2 separate regions of the Rattus norvegicus genome follow, and region 1 is linked to region 2. The links are chromatin contacts, called in public Hi-C maps. All regions are on one chromosome and are shown on one strand. The core of a region is the stretch at or near the end of the contact, and the rest is flanking DNA. Distances in the headings are between cores, read along the strand shown.

The links. A called contact is a pair of places that touch in the nucleus more often than the background predicts.
Region 1: a Hi-C map of frontal cortex shows a contact between it and region 2, with 2.4 times the contacts expected there. The contact joins two enhancer-like sites. A contact is called at or near these places in 2 of 12 Hi-C or Micro-C datasets (the A7r5 cell line and frontal cortex).

Annotation. Positions count from the first base shown.
Region 1 is chr15:76,631,150-76,636,442 of GRCr8, reverse strand. All of the region lies in intron 1 of Pcdh9 (protocadherin 9), which reads left to right. Among named protein-coding and RNA genes, the nearest start is that of Pcdh9, 10 kb to the left of the region's middle. Within about 2 kb of position 3,547, at least 12 of the 93 cell types and tissues checked have an H3K27ac peak or open chromatin away from gene starts, as enhancers often do.
Region 2 is chr15:76,375,951-76,380,522 of GRCr8, reverse strand. All of the region lies in intron 1 of Pcdh9 (protocadherin 9), which reads left to right. Among named protein-coding and RNA genes, the nearest start is that of Pcdh9, 270 kb to the left of the region's middle. Within about 2 kb of position 2,317, at least 3 of the 93 cell types and tissues checked have an H3K27ac peak or open chromatin away from gene starts, as enhancers often do.

The DNA of each region.
Region 1 (5,293 bases), core at 2,298-4,797, 250 kb before region 2:
GATAGCTCCTGTTGGTGTGATGCCGTGTGGCTCATATGTAGGAAGTAAAAAAATAACCCCTTGGAGACTGATTTAGACTTCATAGGTAAGGATGAGTTAGTTGTTCATCTTGACCACCTTCTCTCTAGGATTTTTAACTGGGACATTTGATTTTCTTTCCCATTGATCATCCTACGAGGCTCAATATACATTGTGCCATTAATTCCTAGTAATAGTAAGGAAAATAGATGTTTTTTGAAGTTGCCATTGTATTAAACAGGCTTTTTTAGGGTGCAATTATGTACATAGTATTTATAAACAGGCAGGGGATTTTTATAGCTAAAATATTCTTCTACCTACCCATCATGCTTTCTCATCTCGCATGGTTCAGACCATACACACCCACATTGAGAAAGAACAGACAGTGGCTCATTAAAATCACCTTGCAAGTCTGTAGGTATAGTGCAGGGGGAGATCATTGACCTCAAGTGCACAATGCTCACATCCTGGCAGTGAAAATAAAGACCATCTTGGAAATGTTGTAGTTATGACAATATTCCATTTTATTTTATATATATGTGAACACCGTCATTATTTAATTGCAGGCTATAATTTTCTTGTTAGCATGGCATAAATTAAAAGACAGAAAATAGAATACTGAGGTTGCATGAAAGAACTCAAACTTACAGTGGGATTTCCTTACAATCCATTGTAACTCACGTCAGGTCTATGAATTACAGCCCAAATATTACAACTGGCAATTTAATGTGTTATCTTTCCGGAACATTATTTTATAGTGTAAGGTATGAGAGTGGGTTCTTGAGATCATATTTCCATATAAGTTCGGTTTTGGCAATGACTTTTATTCCCTGCTTTACTTATTTTCTAAGTTCTTTGGATAGAGGATTCTGGATTTCCACCAAGTGTCAAGAGCTTCATCTTGTGTTGTTCCACCTGTCTAAGGCTAAGTGTTTGCACAGCACTGCTCTGCATTTCCTGATTTGATTTTCCTGGTTTGGCTCTGCTATAGATAAAGGCTTAGTGTTTGTGTCTTTATGAACAAAACAAAGAAAACACTTCTTTTCTGGACTGTTCAATGTTTGTACTTAAAAATCCTTAAGGCATAAGCCTTTCTGCATGTAGTGTTGTGTTTCCATGAGGTAGGGTAAAGTTAGAAGCTGCCATCTTAAGAGTATTAGTTTGTTGATGAAGTATCTTACATAGTAGCTTGTTGTGTAGCTAAAAATGATAGATTGTGGACATTTTTATTTCTTAATATTCATTTTCAAGTAATGTTCTTTCTGAATTCCTATGTGAAGTATATAACACTACAGAAGTAAATTATAGATATGATGTAGAAATAGGATTCCTCATGTATATGAGGAGATACATACACTCTAGTGTTTAAATTTTTATCAGTTGTTAGTTCAGATAACTGCTAAAACTGTCAAACATTTCATTTGGAAAGGAACACATGCCTTTTTGCCTTTGTTCGATACAATCCTATTGGGCTGTCAGTCTTCAGAAACATAGAACTTGAAAGATATATTACTGTGATTGACGTTTTTACTTTAGATTTACATTCCTTTTTTCCATAAGCCAAGATTCATTAAAATTTGAAGCTCCTGTGTGAGTTAAACAACTTTTTTAATAGTAGAGTGTTTATAACTGAAAGTGGATTTAAAAGTCTGATACTTAAATTTTAAGAATTTCACACTTATTTTTTTTTGTTCTATAATGAGTGTGTCTCCTATAGATAAGAGTAGAGACAGCATTACTAGAGTTTTCAAGGTTATAATATATAATTCAAAAGAAGCCAGAATCCTGTGGGCATGCATTAGAAATCTATTTTTACCTGTATATCCAGTAAGACCTGTGAAATACCTGTAATCATCTTCATGAGTACTTACACAAGCATGTGTTGCTTTGTAAATGACTGACGTGGTACAAGCTAATCGGGCAGTGATGGTGTAAACTAGGCAGGATCCCAAAACACATCTGACTGTTTCTTCTTATTCACTCCATACAAATTATTCCAGCACATGCAAGGAAAGAGGTGTTCTTGCTAGACATCATTCCCACATAGAATTTCACCAGGTCTACTAATGTGTGCAGGCTTTTACTTATGTTGCCTATAGGAAAGAATGATGGTTTTTGTCAAATTTTCTTGCTTGTGTAATATCTTTGATTTAATATTCTTCTTCCATAGTTTTTGCTATCGAACCATCTTTGTGTTTTAGTACCATGCAGCTTTGCACTCTCCAGTTCCAAGCCCTTTTCAATCTCTCAGCAGTTGATTAAGAAATACTCTAATCCCTTTTAGAATACTGAGGAAGTAATGGGTGGCAGGAGCTTTGACTCTTTAAGCTTCCACTGCCATGCTAGGAAGAATTGTTACTGAGTGACTGTTTGCGCATGTCTGCCCTCCTGCTACTTTCTTGGCCTCATTTTTTTCTTCCAAATCTTCAGCGTTCATCCTGAGAATATTTATTTTAGTCGGAAATAAGCATGCCAGTGATAGACGTTTGGGATCCACCTCCAAATGAATGCCAACACAGACCAGGAAGTCCTGATGCATTTTGCATAGATCTGTATGAACACAGTGAACCCTTCATAAGCTCTTAGATTGCAGGAAATCAGTGTTGAAAATTAAGTGGGGTTTTAAAGATTTGCAATGTAGAGAGCTTTGTATAATGCTGGAATTGCAGGTGCCTATTAAATATAAAGTAAAGGCTTTGTAATACAACCAGCTAACACGTTTCCCTCCACATTAGAGTGATTTATAGCCTAGGGAATTAGGTTTGCCTATTTTTTTTCCAACGCAGACACATTTGGATGTATTCAAAAGAATGAAAATCGCAGGCATGCCTTAGAATGGACAAGTTTGCTCTTTGATGTTTCTGGTTCTGAAGAACAGACAATGGAGGAGAGCTGGGACTTTCTTGGAGGTGTCTCCGATGCCCCTGATTTGGGCTATCACCACCCCTGCGAAAACACTCTCAAGTTTGTGATTAGAATCTGCTCTGGCTGTAGAAAAAAAAAAAAGGAAGAAAGCCCTAGGTATCTCGAATCATTTCTCAAGAAATTTGTTAGAATTCGTTTCTGCTTCATTCCCAAACATTGCATATTTAATCGCATGGCTCTTTGGTCCAGGTATGGATAGATCTTATCATATTTACCTCCTTGACGGTGCGGAGCAGATGGCTGGCACTTCTCTAACACTTGATGTTGCAGGTTCGCCTGCTTACGTATAATTTGGTAGACATAGCCATACATATTTCAAAATAATTACGTATACGCCTTTTTTTAATGCTGCCATGTAAAGCATTTAATCATGTGTGGCTCACAATCCGTACATGGCCAAGTGGCTGGCCCTTTTCATCATAGATGATTAGTTTGGGAAACAAAAGACTGGCAATTACAATTCAGAGAGTGGGTTTTTTTAGTTCTTCCCCCATTTCCTCATTAAACAAACATCAATAAGGAGGAAATGGAAGCAGGAGGCTTTAAGAGATGAAGCTGTGTCTTTCAAAGAAAGAAAATGTCTTCTGCTGACAGTAGTTCTGTAGTAGATCTTCTCTGAGAAAAAGGAAACCAGTGCTTTTTAGGATTCCAAGGATACAACCAATCTGGGCCTCTGTGTGATAACAGCTGCATGCTGAGGCCTTTCAAACGCTCAGCTACACAGGATTCGGCAGGAGGCTGTGTAGATGGTGCAAGTGACAAATGGAGACAAAATGGAGTGAGTTCTGAGATGCGAGTTGATGCCCTCCTGAGTCATATATTCATGTCATTGAACCGATTTTCACATTGGAAGTCCTGAGTCACAATGGCCTTTCCTCTTTATCAGCTGAGAGTGAACCCGTCCCAGCAATTTCTCTTTGCTCTATGTCTTATTAATCACTAGATGGAAGACATTCATTTGTATTATTTAGTGTGTACTTTTAGCTTCTAAGTGTTTTGGTTGATTTTAAATGATATATATTTTTCTATAGATCTCTTTACCATAAACATGATATGTATACAAACATACATATACAAACACACACACACACACACACACATACACATACACATGCACACACAGGTAAATATCTTGACAGTATACATGAAGTGTTTCATAAACTTCGTATCATGTCCTTCCTTTTTTGAAATACCATACAGACCCTGTATTTTGAGCTAATATTTCATTCACTACTGTCAGCATTTGCCTGTCCTCATTCATGTTTTTCCTAAAGATAAGGAATAATATTTTGTTTTGTTGTGTCTAGGATAAGAATGTTTTGTCTCACCATATTCAAATTTCCTGCATAAAAGGTAATAGGGTTTATGTGAAAATTGCCTATATTTTTGCCTCAAAATTAAAATAAGTATGATGGTGTGTTAGCATGATTTGAAGCCCCTCCTTTCAGTCAGTCTTAGCAGTAAGACCTGTTGCAAATGCAGTGACAGCAAAATATGTTAATTTCATTGATTTTTTTAAAATACGGTGAAAATTGACAAAAGCATTTTGATACCTGAAATCTCTATTTTAGACAATTAAATTTTGCTTGAGGTAAGGGTCATTGACTTCTGGGTAGTACTAGGAGCAATGATCCTCAGGGTTTAAACTTTTCTGGCAACACCATCTGTTACTGGCAGAACTGTGCATCCTCTGCAGCTGACATAGGCCCACCCTAGGTAAACAGCCAGTATGGTAGAAAGCGCAGACCTGGTTTTAGTATTAAATGTCAATGCAGGTAGTCCACATACTGAAACATCTCTATTTGCAGTATAATCGTTAGGGGAGCTGTAGTGAGTTCCTCAGAGTGTCAATATGACTCACTTACATTTCTTTATCCCTACATGAGGGCAGAGGTGAACCAAGTAGACGATCCGAGAGATCTCCTGAGAGAGTTCTGTAATTGAACTTAATACTTGCATTATACTTTTCATTTATATTCTGTCTATAAGAACTGTGTAAGAAGACACAACCATTATCATGCACTGTTTACATTTTCCCACCATATTTGACTTAGCCATCATGCTTTGTTTTTTTCTTATGTATACTAGGTGTGTCCATTAAATTATATACCAAGGGTCTCATTCATTAACCATGGAAAGAGTGAAAGACATAACCCAGGATGAGGAATCCTCTCTTTGGGTCTCCACATTGTTAGTGGTTTATTTCTTTTTTCTTTTTTTTTCTTCTTCTCATTGATGTGACAAAATATGGACAAGATCAAGTTACAGCAGAAAGCAAAAGTTTACATTGGTTCATAGTCGGAGGGCAGTGTTCATCACGAAATGAAAGGCACAGCAGCAGGGCCATGAA
Region 2 (4,572 bases), core at 1,068-3,567:
AAACAAAATTTGTCCAAAGACATTTAAAACATTCATTGTTATGATTAGATGTTCCGGTTGGGTTCAGAGACATATCCTTCTATGTCACACAATTAGACTGAGTTGATAGTGATACTGATATTATTACCTGTTAGACTGTCCACTCCACTTCTCTTTTACTTCAAAAGACAACCTCAGATGCTTGTAATCAATATGTATGATAGTAACGGGAGAGCAGCACAAACCTCACTGCCAGGAACACTCCAGTTGCCCTCTGGAAATGAGAGGATCCATCTCAAAAGCTACAAGTGACCCAGGGTGAGAGCTCCCGCCAAGAGAGCTAGCTGTGCATGCGAAAGTGGACGGTATTTTTTTAAACCTCCCTAGCCCCCCTCTCACCTTTAGGGGCTGCCAGAGAAATGACTCAATGCTTGCTAGTCTCAGAATGTACATAAGCTCACACAATAATGCACATTTCAATAAATTATGTTTTAGGTTCTTCTGCAGTGAAAATTATGTGCGAGCCATAATCATCACACTTTCTCTAGTGTTATGAATCTAGAATTCTGAAATTCTAATCAATCTGAAAGGCATCAGGCTGGAAGAAATTCACTAGACCTGAGATAATCAGCTTTCTGTGAGAGAATACCCCAAACACGTCTACTTTCTCTGTTTTCTATTTCTTTTATGTATGAATAATTACAGAAAGGGCAACTTGGAGGATATCATCAATAATAAAATCTATGTAGGACACATATATACCCATGTGGATATCACTAATGTGATTTTAAGACTCATAATTTTTCCAAAGGACCATTTTTTGGTAACTTTTCATTTATAAATGTATCAAATTTTGTCTCAGCAGTATTTATACACATGGTACATTTCAGGGTTATTCACAATGGAGAACAATTTTTAGTTGATAGAATAAATTTAGCTTCTTTCTTTCTTCTGTTGATTGGATGGATACCATTGAAACTAAAATATTAGTAAAAAAAATAGTTAAGTCAGTGTGCAAGTATTTACATTGGATGAAAATTGCAAGAAGTAAGTTTGCCCTTTTTTTCGAATTTAAGAATAATTTAAAAGAGAAGAAATTTCATTTTCATGGATGGCGTTGACTAAGAAAGAAGAGTTGTGAACAAGATAAGGATGCTGGACTTTCTCAGTCACGTTACCAAAATCCAAGAGGGAATATTCATTTATCAGTTCAGATTGTTCTGTGTAATCTCCTAGCCTACAGTAGCACAAACATTTATTATGGTACATGTTTCTAATGTAACATTAGGACAATATATTGATATGAAAATTATCTATGCTTTACACTCACTGTTCGAGGTTATCTGAATTATAAAAGGGATTACATATGCAACAACCATTAAAGAAACAAGGTCGTGCATTTGAAGAGAGCATGTAGGCACATATGCGAGGGTTTAGTGATGAAAGAGAATAGAGAAAAGATGTGATTTCTCTAAAATCTCAAATAAAAGTATTTTAGAAGGGAGTTTTAAATGGTACGTGTAATACTAACGATTCATGGACTTAACAGTGTTTCAAAAAAATGTGGGCTTGAAAATTAAATATGCCTCAAACATCTGTGGATGCATGGAATCACTGAGAAGTATTCATGATCATGAGGGTTGTTACAACTCACTTTATTTTTAATTAAAAATAACTGGCAGAGTCCTGAAATGCTACACAGAGAGTTTAACATCGCCAGTATGTCTTTCGGAAGCAGTTTTTATATTTCTGTCTCTAGGATAGGTAAATACGCCTGAAGGGTCAAACTAAGCCACTTTAGCTCTACTTAAAGAGAGTCATTGTGTCTTATTAAAAGATAAGTTTGGGAGTAAGCAATGCCCTGTTGGAATTCCATCTTTTACTCTTCTTCCTAGCATTAAATATGTGAGATCTTCTTCATTCCTATGCATCAAAGGTGCTATGCTAAATGTGATGTTTTAGGCAGTTAGGAACAGTCATGCATGTGTTGCGGCTACATATAATAACCTGATAGAGTGGTAATATGAAGGCATCATTGATACTTGTTCTTTTTCCAAAGCAACAAGGTTAATATTCCACATGAATCTAAAAAGGGCAATTGATAGCTATGTACTAGATGATTGGCAGAATCAGAGTTTCAGAAAATTTAATTGGGAAAAACAACGTGCCCTAATATATGGACTTGAAGTAAAAATATTTCAGAGAAATTTAAGAAAGCAACTCAAACTAGCTAAGGGCAAAGGAGTCATGATCTGACAAAAGCTCATCTTAAAGAGTTGGGTAACCTTAGTTGATTCTTAAGTAGATAATGAGTCATCCTGGGATGGGAATGCCAAGAAGAGCTAATGGAGTCTTGGGCATCTTTAATAGAAGTGTGCACTACAAAACTATGGAGAGTAGTTTCCACAGTTCTCTGCACTGCTAAGAGCAGCTGCAAGATAATGTCATGTTTTGGATGGTACACATTATGAAACACTCTAAAGTTAGAGAAGGACAAAAGACTATTTGCAAATGATGCTGTTCGAGGAAAATAGAGAATTTAAGACATATAGACACATGTCAGTATTTCAAAGGCTTCTTCTGGATGAAAAAAAAAGAAAGAAAGAGATTTCATCTAACAAAATGTAAGATTAATGTGAGTTATATAAGCAGGTAAATTTGGAATTTCTGTAATGAAGTAACTTCTTTCTAAACTGAACTGTTAAAAAAGGAATGCTTTCCTTCTGAGGTGGCAAATCTCTTGCCAATGTAAGTGTTGAAGCAGATGCTGAATGATCTTTACTGATAGAACAGGAAGGGAGAGTCCTTTATCTATAGTTACTAAGTGCATGGTAGGTATCTGTGGCACAAAGTGATAAGCAGAGACCATAAAATGGCTTAAGTCTAAAAACTTCATACAGTCTCTAATACAATGAAGTTTGATAGCTCCTTTGAAATGCAAAATTATATGAACTGTTTTAATATATTAAAAGAAAATGACCAAATGAAGTCCTTTATAACATATTTCAATTGATTCGATTTTTTAACTTGTAGAACAAGTTAGGAAATATTAGGAAATATTTTGTTTATGTTTACATTATTTTTATACTACATTTAGTATTATATATGAGGCTTCTCTAAGTTTTTGTCGCTTGAGTTAAAAGTGCTTATGACTCAACATTTAAAAAAAAGCTTTCATATTAGCTCGGCACTGCTCTAAATAGATCAGTTCAATGATTGAAGTGCTCTGCAGGCACGAGAACCATAGACATAGCCGTATCCAACTGTAAGCCTTTAAATCTAACTCGTCTAAGAGCCTCATTTGAATATTATTTGCCTTTATATTGGTTTAAATATTTTGGTCAAATAATACTGGCTAGTAGCAGTTCAAATAAATAATTATTTCATACTGCATTTTACAGCTCTGTGCTATTCCTCCAATAGAACTTGGCATCTTTCCTCTTTTAGAAACTATATATTGTCTGGAATTGTAAGCCTCTTTTCTCTGTTTTCGAGTCAGGAATCATCTAGATAGGTCATTCTGCTCTGGCCCTTTTCTCTCATATGCATCTGATTTAAGTACTAAAGTTGGCAATTGATGTGTTTATTTATCCATACATATAGGGCATCAACATAGCCAAGGCTACCTTTACTTTCTCATTTGGCTTCAGGCTGTTCATTTAATCAGTTCATGTGTCCTAATTGCAGGTCCCTAACAACACTGAAGACTTTTCCAACTTCCCTTATTTTCTTCACAGTTTGTCTCATTTTTTCAGCTATTTTCTGCAGAACACTTTAGGCATTTCCTACAGAATGGACACAAACATTGTGATGCCCCCATGAGTCTATAATCTAAGTATACACTGACACCATTGTCCATAAATCATGTGAAGTAAGTTGAAAACACCATCTTAACCCTGTAGAGAGAGAAACCCGCCCGGCATCAGAGGATACCCTTCTGTAATCCCCTCATGAAGGAAATTGAGGCAGCAGGATCCCTAGGAATTTGAGGCCAGGGGTGCATAACAATTTCAGGATATTCAAAGATATAGAGAGTTTGTTTCAGAAACTTAACAAAGACAAAATGGACAAAAACTAAAACAAGGAAACATGAATTTTAAAGTTATTACAAATCTCAACTTGTCTGGGATCATACTGTCTTCAATCAACTTTTCCTAATAAATACATTTTAATGTGTCTGAAATAACTTTCTATGTTTCCAAAACAACCTTTAGTTTCAACAGTCATGTCCGTAGCCACTGTTGTTAGGAGCCTACAGAAGAACTGGTAGGTGCTCTTTGACTTGCCTTGAATCTCAAGTTTTAAAATTGTTTTTATATACTCTTTTTCTTCAACATCACTAGTATCTTCATAGATCAGTACTTGCACTTGTTACCAAAAACATTTTATAACTGCATATAGTGGATTTATCCTTGTAATCTAAGCACTGGAGAGACTGAGACAGGAGGATTGCCCAGAATATGAGGCTAAACTAAGCTATAAAAATGTGACCTGTGACTCCAAAAAATTCTGAAGAATGAAAAGCCAAAAACCAACCAACCAAAGGAACAAATAAAAGTAAAATAAAACAAACATAAATGATGAAATAAACAA